Regions from separate parts of the Mus musculus genome. Here region 2 is linked to region 1. A link is a contact called in public Hi-C data. All regions are on one chromosome and are shown on one strand. Each heading gives the region's core, a stretch centred on a gene start, on an enhancer-like site or on the middle of the called end of the contact. The rest is flanking DNA. Distances are from core to core; before and after follow the strand shown.

The links. Hi-C and Micro-C count contacts between places; a contact is called where the count stands out from the background.
Region 2: a Hi-C map of Sertoli cells shows a contact between it and region 1, with 4 times the contacts expected there. The contact joins the promoter of 6030498E09Rik here to the enhancer-like site in region 1. A contact is called at or near these places in 1 of 484 Hi-C or Micro-C datasets (Sertoli cells), 1 of 115 datasets of contacts at active chromatin or transcription factors (embryonic stem cells) and 2 of 9 other capture datasets (adipose tissue and pancreatic islet).

What each region holds. Positions count from the first base shown.
Region 1 is chrX:38,733,871-38,737,570 of GRCm38.p6, forward strand. No RefSeq gene overlaps it. Among named protein-coding and RNA genes, the nearest start is that of 6030498E09Rik, 37 kb to the right of the region's middle. Within about 2 kb of position 1,836, at least 33 of the 459 cell types and tissues checked have an H3K27ac peak or open chromatin away from gene starts, as enhancers often do. A contact at or near this core is called in Sertoli cells, where this site is marked.
Region 2 is chrX:38,771,025-38,774,724 of GRCm38.p6, forward strand. 6030498E09Rik (RIKEN cDNA 6030498E09 gene) reads left to right here and starts at 1,756. Exons shown (of 4, transcript NM_183126.2): 1 at 1,756-1,834.

The DNA of each region.
Region 1 (3,700 bases), core at 586-3,085:
AGGGAGATAGAGCTATTAGGGAGATGGCTGGGAGAGTTATTGAAGGGGAGAGATGCACTCAGTACAAAATGGGTCCTTGAAATAGTTTCTCCCATGATGGCTCTGAAAGGAAAATAGGACTACAGCCTTTTGCACGGCGGTAACCTCCATTTGTTAACTGTCCGCTGCACTCAGACTGGATTGGAGCTTGTTGGAGCACTTCATGTGGACACAGATGATGGTGAAGCTTGGTGAGGTGGGCTTTGTTGCTGATGGTAGGCTGGCACTGCAGCAGGAAGGAGCAGCTCTGGAGTGGTGGTATAAGTGGGGGAGGAAAGGACAGAGGTTTGTGAGGACTCCGTGGTTCTGCGTTGATGGTACACATTAGGTCTGCTCTGCCTGACTGGCCTCAGCAAGGCAGGTCCTGGGCAGCAAACTGGGGAGAGGGAAAAAGGAGTTCCTAGGGCCAGTGTGGCCAGAACCATTCAGGAGAGATGTATTTTCTGTGGAAGCTTCCCCCACCAGCAGAAGGGCTACACTAAAGATTCATACACTGGCTGCAATTTCAAGTTACTTTTTTATTTGTTATATTTTTATTTCACTTGTTATATTTCCAACTCCCCATTCCAAGGTTTTTTCTCAGAAATCATCGTGCTGCCCGAGGTCTGCTTAGGGAGGGATGCTGTTGCTGAACCCCATCCTCACAGGGGCTGCAGGGAGCCCCTTCTGTTCTCTTTTGCTGCTCTGTCCTATGTCAGCCCTCACAAAGAACACCAGGAAACCACTTTCCCCTCTTCGTTTCCATGGTAGAAAAAGAAGGAAAAATAATAACAAAAGACCATATTCCTTGGAGACTGCCAATGAGATAGACATTTACCACAACCCCATTTTACAGATGAGGACATTTACCCCTGCTGGTTTCCTTCACAATGCTCATCATTACCTCTGGCCATCTTGTTTATTTGGGCCCTTTCCTGACTCCAGTTACCATGTACCTCATGAGAAAGAGACTTTTTTCTGCTGTGTTCCCTGCTGTTATCTGTTCAGTATCTAAAACCATATGCAGAGCATCAGCGTCTGAAAAGACTGCTGTTTCTGTCTGGTTTAGGATTTGATTTTACCCTACTTGCAAGCTAATAACCTAGCCTGTCGCTGTGGAAGAAAACGGAAGGCTCCTGCATCACACTGTATTACTCACAGACCCGAATGTCAGCATTCCTGCATCAATTTTCCTTGTCCTTGAGTCCTCCTGGGATGGCAGAAGGCCAGATTCATGTTTTATACGGAACTGGTATATGCGTCACAGCCGGGATGACAAAATGGAAAATTGGCGAAGCCAATACCTTATAATAAGCAATTAGGCATGTCCACTCTACCTCAGAGGGCTGCCTTTCCTTCACCCCCCAGATAGCTTGCTTCAGTGATAATGCTTTCTTTGTGAAGGTACTCACGGGGAAGAGCTGCTTTGTTACTCCTGCCAAATGTGGGAGTCTCATGTTGGGGGAGAACTCATGTTCTTCCTTTGAGATGCAAGGCAGCTGCTATAGGTGCCTCACTGAAAGACATCTGTGTAGTTTCTCCTGATCTGACCTCACTGCGAAGGGCTTTTGAACTCACCAAGCAGCTTTAGCAAGCAGAAGAGGATCAAAGAGCAGGAGAGAATCAAGGCCAGCGCTTCTTTTAAGTCTAGTCTGAGTGTCCTGTGAGGAGGAAGGAGGCAGCTTCCTTGCCCAAGGATGTCACACAAAAAGAACTCTGAATCCCTGCAAACCGTCATTTTCACCCTCAGCACCATGCAGTCTGACAGTGGGGCTTGTAGCTTGCTGATTACTAGGCTCAGAGCCACATGCTTTCAATCAAGATCTTAGAGCAAGGCTTGGCTAAGATTCTAGCAGCACAAACAAATTCATCATGTCACTCTGGTGTACAAGAAAGTCTGAGGACACCTGGGTTAAAGCATGGGTCCCAAATATCTAATTCTTTCCCTGATTTAACTGTTTATTGACTCGGTGTTCACAGGCAACCTATTTCATATCTCTGAGCTTGTGCTTTTTCCTTACAGGCTGGAGTAAATAATATCTTCAACACAGACTATTAGGAGGATTGAGTGAGAGGATATGTGTATGTCATATCTCTGCTTCCACCCTTGCCTGTCTAAAGTCTATCCTTCCCATAGTAGAGGATTCTTTGTAAGTCAGATCCCGCCACTCCCTTGCTCAAGTCCATAGAAAGCTTTTTCTTTTTTGTTTTTAACTCGTATTTTTTTAATTAGGTATTTTCTTCATTTACATTTCCAGTGCTATCCCAAAAGTTCCCCATACCCTCACCCCCACTCCCCTCCCCCCACTCCCACTTCTTGGCCCTGGCGTTCCCCTATACTGAGAGGCATATAAAGGTTGCATGACCAATGGGCCTCTCTTTCCTCTGATGGCCGACCAGGCCATCTTTTGATACATATGCAGCTAGAGACAAGAGCTCCGGGGTACTGGTTAGTTCATATTGTTGTTCCACCTACAGGGTTGCAGACCCCTTTAGCTCCTTGGGTACTTTCTCTAGCTCCTCCATTGGGGGGCCTGTGATCCATCCAATAGCTGACTATGAGCATCCACTTCTGTGTTTGCCAGGCCCCGGCCTAGTCTCACAAGAGACAGCCATATCTGGGTCCTTTCAGCAAAATCTTGCTAGTGTATGCAATGGTGTCAGCGTTTGGAAGCTGACTATGGGGTGGATCCCTAGATATGGCAGTCTCTAGATGGTCCGTCCTTTCATCTCAGCTCCCAACTTTGTCTCTGTAACTCCTTCCATTGGTGTTTTGTTCCCAATTCTAAGAAGGAGCAAAGTGTCCACACTTTGGTCTTTGTTCTTCTTGAGTTTCATGAGTTTCACAAATTGAATTTATGAAATTCCTAGGCAAATGGATGGACCTGGAGGGCATCATCCTAAGTGAGGTAACCCAATCACAAAAGAACTCACATGATATGTACTCACTGATAAGTGGATATTAGCCCAGATACTTAGAATACCCAAGATATAACATAGAAAGCTTTTTCATCTCACTCAAAGCAAACTCTCACTCTGCTTCTTCTTATCAATGTAAAGTTCTTTAGTTGATGCATCTTTCCTTCCCCCTAACCAGCAGGTGCTTTGCCACAGTTAAACACTTGTTCAAAACAGTGCTGAAAACCTGGGCAAAGCAGAATGTTTCCTATAGTGGTTACAGATGTTTACAACATGCACAGATGCCCAGGAAGGGCCTATGTGAGCAGTGCCCCTGTTCAGATTGCCCGAAAAACCCCTTCTTCCCTCTAAGTTAAAAATCTGTGCATCCGGTGTTCCATCTCTGGCTGGCCCCCTCTTCTGTCACTATGACAGCACCAGCAAGTTAGCCACACCAGGGAGTTAGTTACGTGGGTGCACAGTTATCTAGAGTTATTGCCTATGAGTTTGCTGGGTAGGAGTTAATTTCTCAGAAAAATCCACCCTCCTCAATGCAGGTTGACAAAATACAGGGTTTTTTTTTTTTTTTTTTTTTTAGCTTCTAAACAGAAAAGCCAGCCCCTAGACCCAAGATAACCCCAAGGAGACACAGGCATTTTAGGCATGGCCTACTCATCATGTTCTTTAATTATAGCATACTTAATAATTCCTTACAATGCTTTTTAAATAATCCCCTATAATTCTTCCTTCAGTGTATTTCATTGGCTGACAATTCTAATTTTTT
Region 2 (3,700 bases), core at 506-3,005, 37 kb after region 1:
CCTCCCTTCCCCTCCCTCCCTCCCTCCCTCCCTCCCTCCCTCCCTTCCTTCCTTCCTTCCTTCCTTCCTTCCTTCCTTCCTTCCTTCCTTCCTTCCTTCCTTCCTTCCTCCTCCTCCTCCTTTGTTTAGTGCTGGAGATGGGGCTCCACCCTATACTCTTGCTTGAATGGTGCTTGACCACTGAGCCACACCTTTAGTCCTCTAAATCTTCATCAAACTACCTAATTAGTTTATGCTTAGCTTTGTTAGTGTGTTGTTGTAAAACAACTAACAGCAGCTGTTGTTAGCTCTTTGAGCATCCTCATCCATCTGAGGCCAGTGTGCCATGGAATTTCTGAGCTCTACTGTGGGGCTGCTCATCAATTCTAATAGTCCTGTTTGTCCCCAAGTTTTTGCCTACCCTGAGACTGATGGAAGGTCCAGCTTCACAAGAGGAACAAGGATGAGGGTGTCTGTTTTCTGGTTGCCTGCTGAGCTTGAGGGTGCTGAGCACAGGAAGCCTGGAGCAAACCAACACCTTGGATGCAGTAGAGACTTGGTTAGGGTTAGAGTCAGAGTCAGAGTGCTGTGACATGCAGTCTTCTGGCTTCGGCTCCTTAATGTTTGGAGCACTCCAAGATGCATGACCAGAGGATGCCATGCCCTTACTCCACCTAGTGTGTGCTCGCTGTCATCACTGTCATCTCTCTGGCATTTGAAGCATCTTGGAGTTTTTAACCAAGAATTCAAAGAAGGCAGTGTGTGTGTGTGTGTGTGTGTGTGTGTGTGTGTAATCAGAAGTAATTTTGTTTTGTACATTTTTTTACTGAATATAAAAGCAGAAAATTAAAATTATAAATCATAAGTATGAGACAGTTTATCGGCATCTTTCTCTGAATTCTCCAGAAATAATCACAGTTAGCTTTGGTACTCCCCCCCTCCCCCCGCCAGAGAGTCTGCTTGTCAGTATTCATGACAACTGCGTTTCATGTGAGAACTGTATTCCCAAGGGCTCCACATAAGTAGAAATTTGCCCTATTCCAGATCAGTCTTGACAAAGGAAGGCCAGAATTCCTGTCTATCAGCTAAAGTGGTGCCACCATGTGGCAAAAGCAGAAACCTAGCATATGATTCACTTGGCTGTCAAGCTTTCAAGCTCCACGGTGGTATTTGAATTTAGGGAGACTTGCAGTATTCAATAGTACATAAGCCAGGTTGAAAATATATTATTTCCTATTATTAGAATTCAAATGTATTTAAAATGTCATTATATTGTGCTAACTTTATGAAAGGGGGTCATGTCAAATAAAATCCAGCCCCGAATTTTCTTTATAAAATTCAGACAACATATTTTGGACATTCTCTCATGTAGTAAACGCACTTTTATCTCTTCCTTTTGAAAAGCTATGACTTATTTTAGTACAGTGGCGCATTGTAATTCATTTAAGTCGTCCATGACATTGATGGCTACTTCTTTCCAAGGACATGATCTCCCTTGCTGCCTTGCCCTTTTGCTATCAGGTTTTCCCTCGCTTTCAGGATTTCAGGATACTGAACAATGCTATGTTGTTCTCCGTGTCAGTGGCCAGAGTAAATCAACCTTCTGCCACCTGGGGACCATTCAAGCTGAAATCACGTGCCCTTTTCCGTTCCCAGCATACTTGATTCTGTCGCTGAACAGGCCTTATCTGTGCCTACAAGTGGGCTTGTCAGGAAGCAGGTGCTGAGACAGCAGTTGCTATCTAGGAACTCAACACCAGAGAACCGAAAGGACGCAGGATCCAGCAGAGGAAGAAGCTTGGCCGGCTTAGCAAACAGGCTGTGGAGCAAGGACGGTTCATCAGAACTGTCTTGGGTAAGTCTTTGTTCAGTCATTGGATTCTGACCACCCGAGGTGGGCCATGAGCTCAGCTGAGGCACTTCTTTGCAACTGAGACAGACCCGAAAGGAATGGAAAACTCCATGTTGTCCCACAGCTGAGTGGACGTTGTTCTACAAAGTGGGATCTGAGCAGCACATCTTTGTCACTCCTGTATCTGGTCTCTTACATCCTTCCATGTGCATAGTAGGTGACTTTGGCAGCTTGAAGGATTTCCTATCTGAAGTCTAGCTCAGGTCTGGGAGTTTACAATGGGAAAACAGGTCCCCCCACCCCCAGTGTAATGTAAAGGCGAATGGCAAACAGTTCCCCGCTGGGACAGATACGAGGCTGAGGCTTATCACTGTCTGTTTTCCACCCGGGGTGAAAGGGATGGGGGAAGAGAGAAGCATTTCTTGCTGCCTTCTATGTGTGCCCTGGTACGGAGTGACACTCAAGGGATTCTGCTCGATCACTTCTTCATCTCATCGCTTCCCTTCAAGCTTCCTTAGGCCTTTATTTGAAAACCAGACGCAAGGAGATCATAGCCTCAGGTTCTAGCCAAAGTGTCACTAGCAGTTGCCTGAGAGAATCAAGCTGGGTCCCACTTCCTGTATAAGATGGTGCCTGTGGTTTTTCCAGTGCTTCAAGCAGCAAAAGAGTCAGAGAGAAGCCCACAAGAGCACCAAGCTACCAACCCCAACATATATGTAGAGGATCTGGTGCGGACCCCTGCAGGCTCTGGGAGTGCCACTTCAGTCTCTGTGAGCCCCTATGAGCCCTGCTTAGTTGATGTTCATGGGCCGCTTTCTCCTGGTGTGGTGCTCCAAGGAGAAGGACCTGATGGAGGGCAATTTGGGCTCTCTCTGCACGTAATGTTTGGCTGTGGGTCTCTGCACCACCATTAGCTGCTGGTGGGAGCCTGTACAGATACTTTTAAATATAGGTTTGGGGGATGCCAGCTCAGGTCCTTACACTTCCATTTACTTAGTGAGCCATCTCACTGGTCTCTAGTTGGGAATTTTACAGCTTAGATCTGTAGCTCTCTCTTTCTCTGTCAGTCTCTGCATCTCTAGCTGTCTCTTTGTCTTTCTGTCTCTCTCCCCCCATGTGTATAAATATTGGAAAAGAGAATCAGCAACAGCATTGATAACCTTTGGCTACCTCTTGATTACATACAAAAGCTCACACCTTCTTGCCTATGCAGTTTGAAATTTCAATATAAAAGTTATAAGGAAAAGCAAACCAAATCAACCGCAATGATACTGTTCTCAAGATATACATTTGGAGGCTGGCCATGGCAGTCACACCTTTAATCCCAGAGTTTGAGAGGCAAAGACAGCCAAATCTCTGGTCTACACAGTGGATTTCAGGAAAGCCAGCGATGTGTAGAGAGACTTTGTCTGAAAAGGAAGCAGCAGCAGCAGCAGCAGCAGCAGCAACAACAACAACAGCAAACAATACATTTAGATATATTTCCCATCTTTTTTTTAATTAACAGACCATACCAAATCCTTTATTACAAATAATTAAATCTCTCCACGTCTCAAACAGTATCAAACACAGCATTTTGTAGTCCCACTAGATAGCACAGTAGGCATTCAATGCTAGAAGTGAGGATGGAGTTAAACTTGCAACTCCTGACCCGGTGTCCTTTTCGCACATTACCCAATTTCCCATCTTCTTAAAATCCCAAAAATCTACAATAGAGAAATCTGAAAAAGTGATTAAAATGTATTTGTTGCTCATGGTTACTTTGACTACCAATAACATTCCAACTACAATGCTCTCAAATTAAAAAAAAATTTTTTATTATTTAATTGACATGCAAAGGGACAGCTTTCCTTAGGGCATTTTCATCCA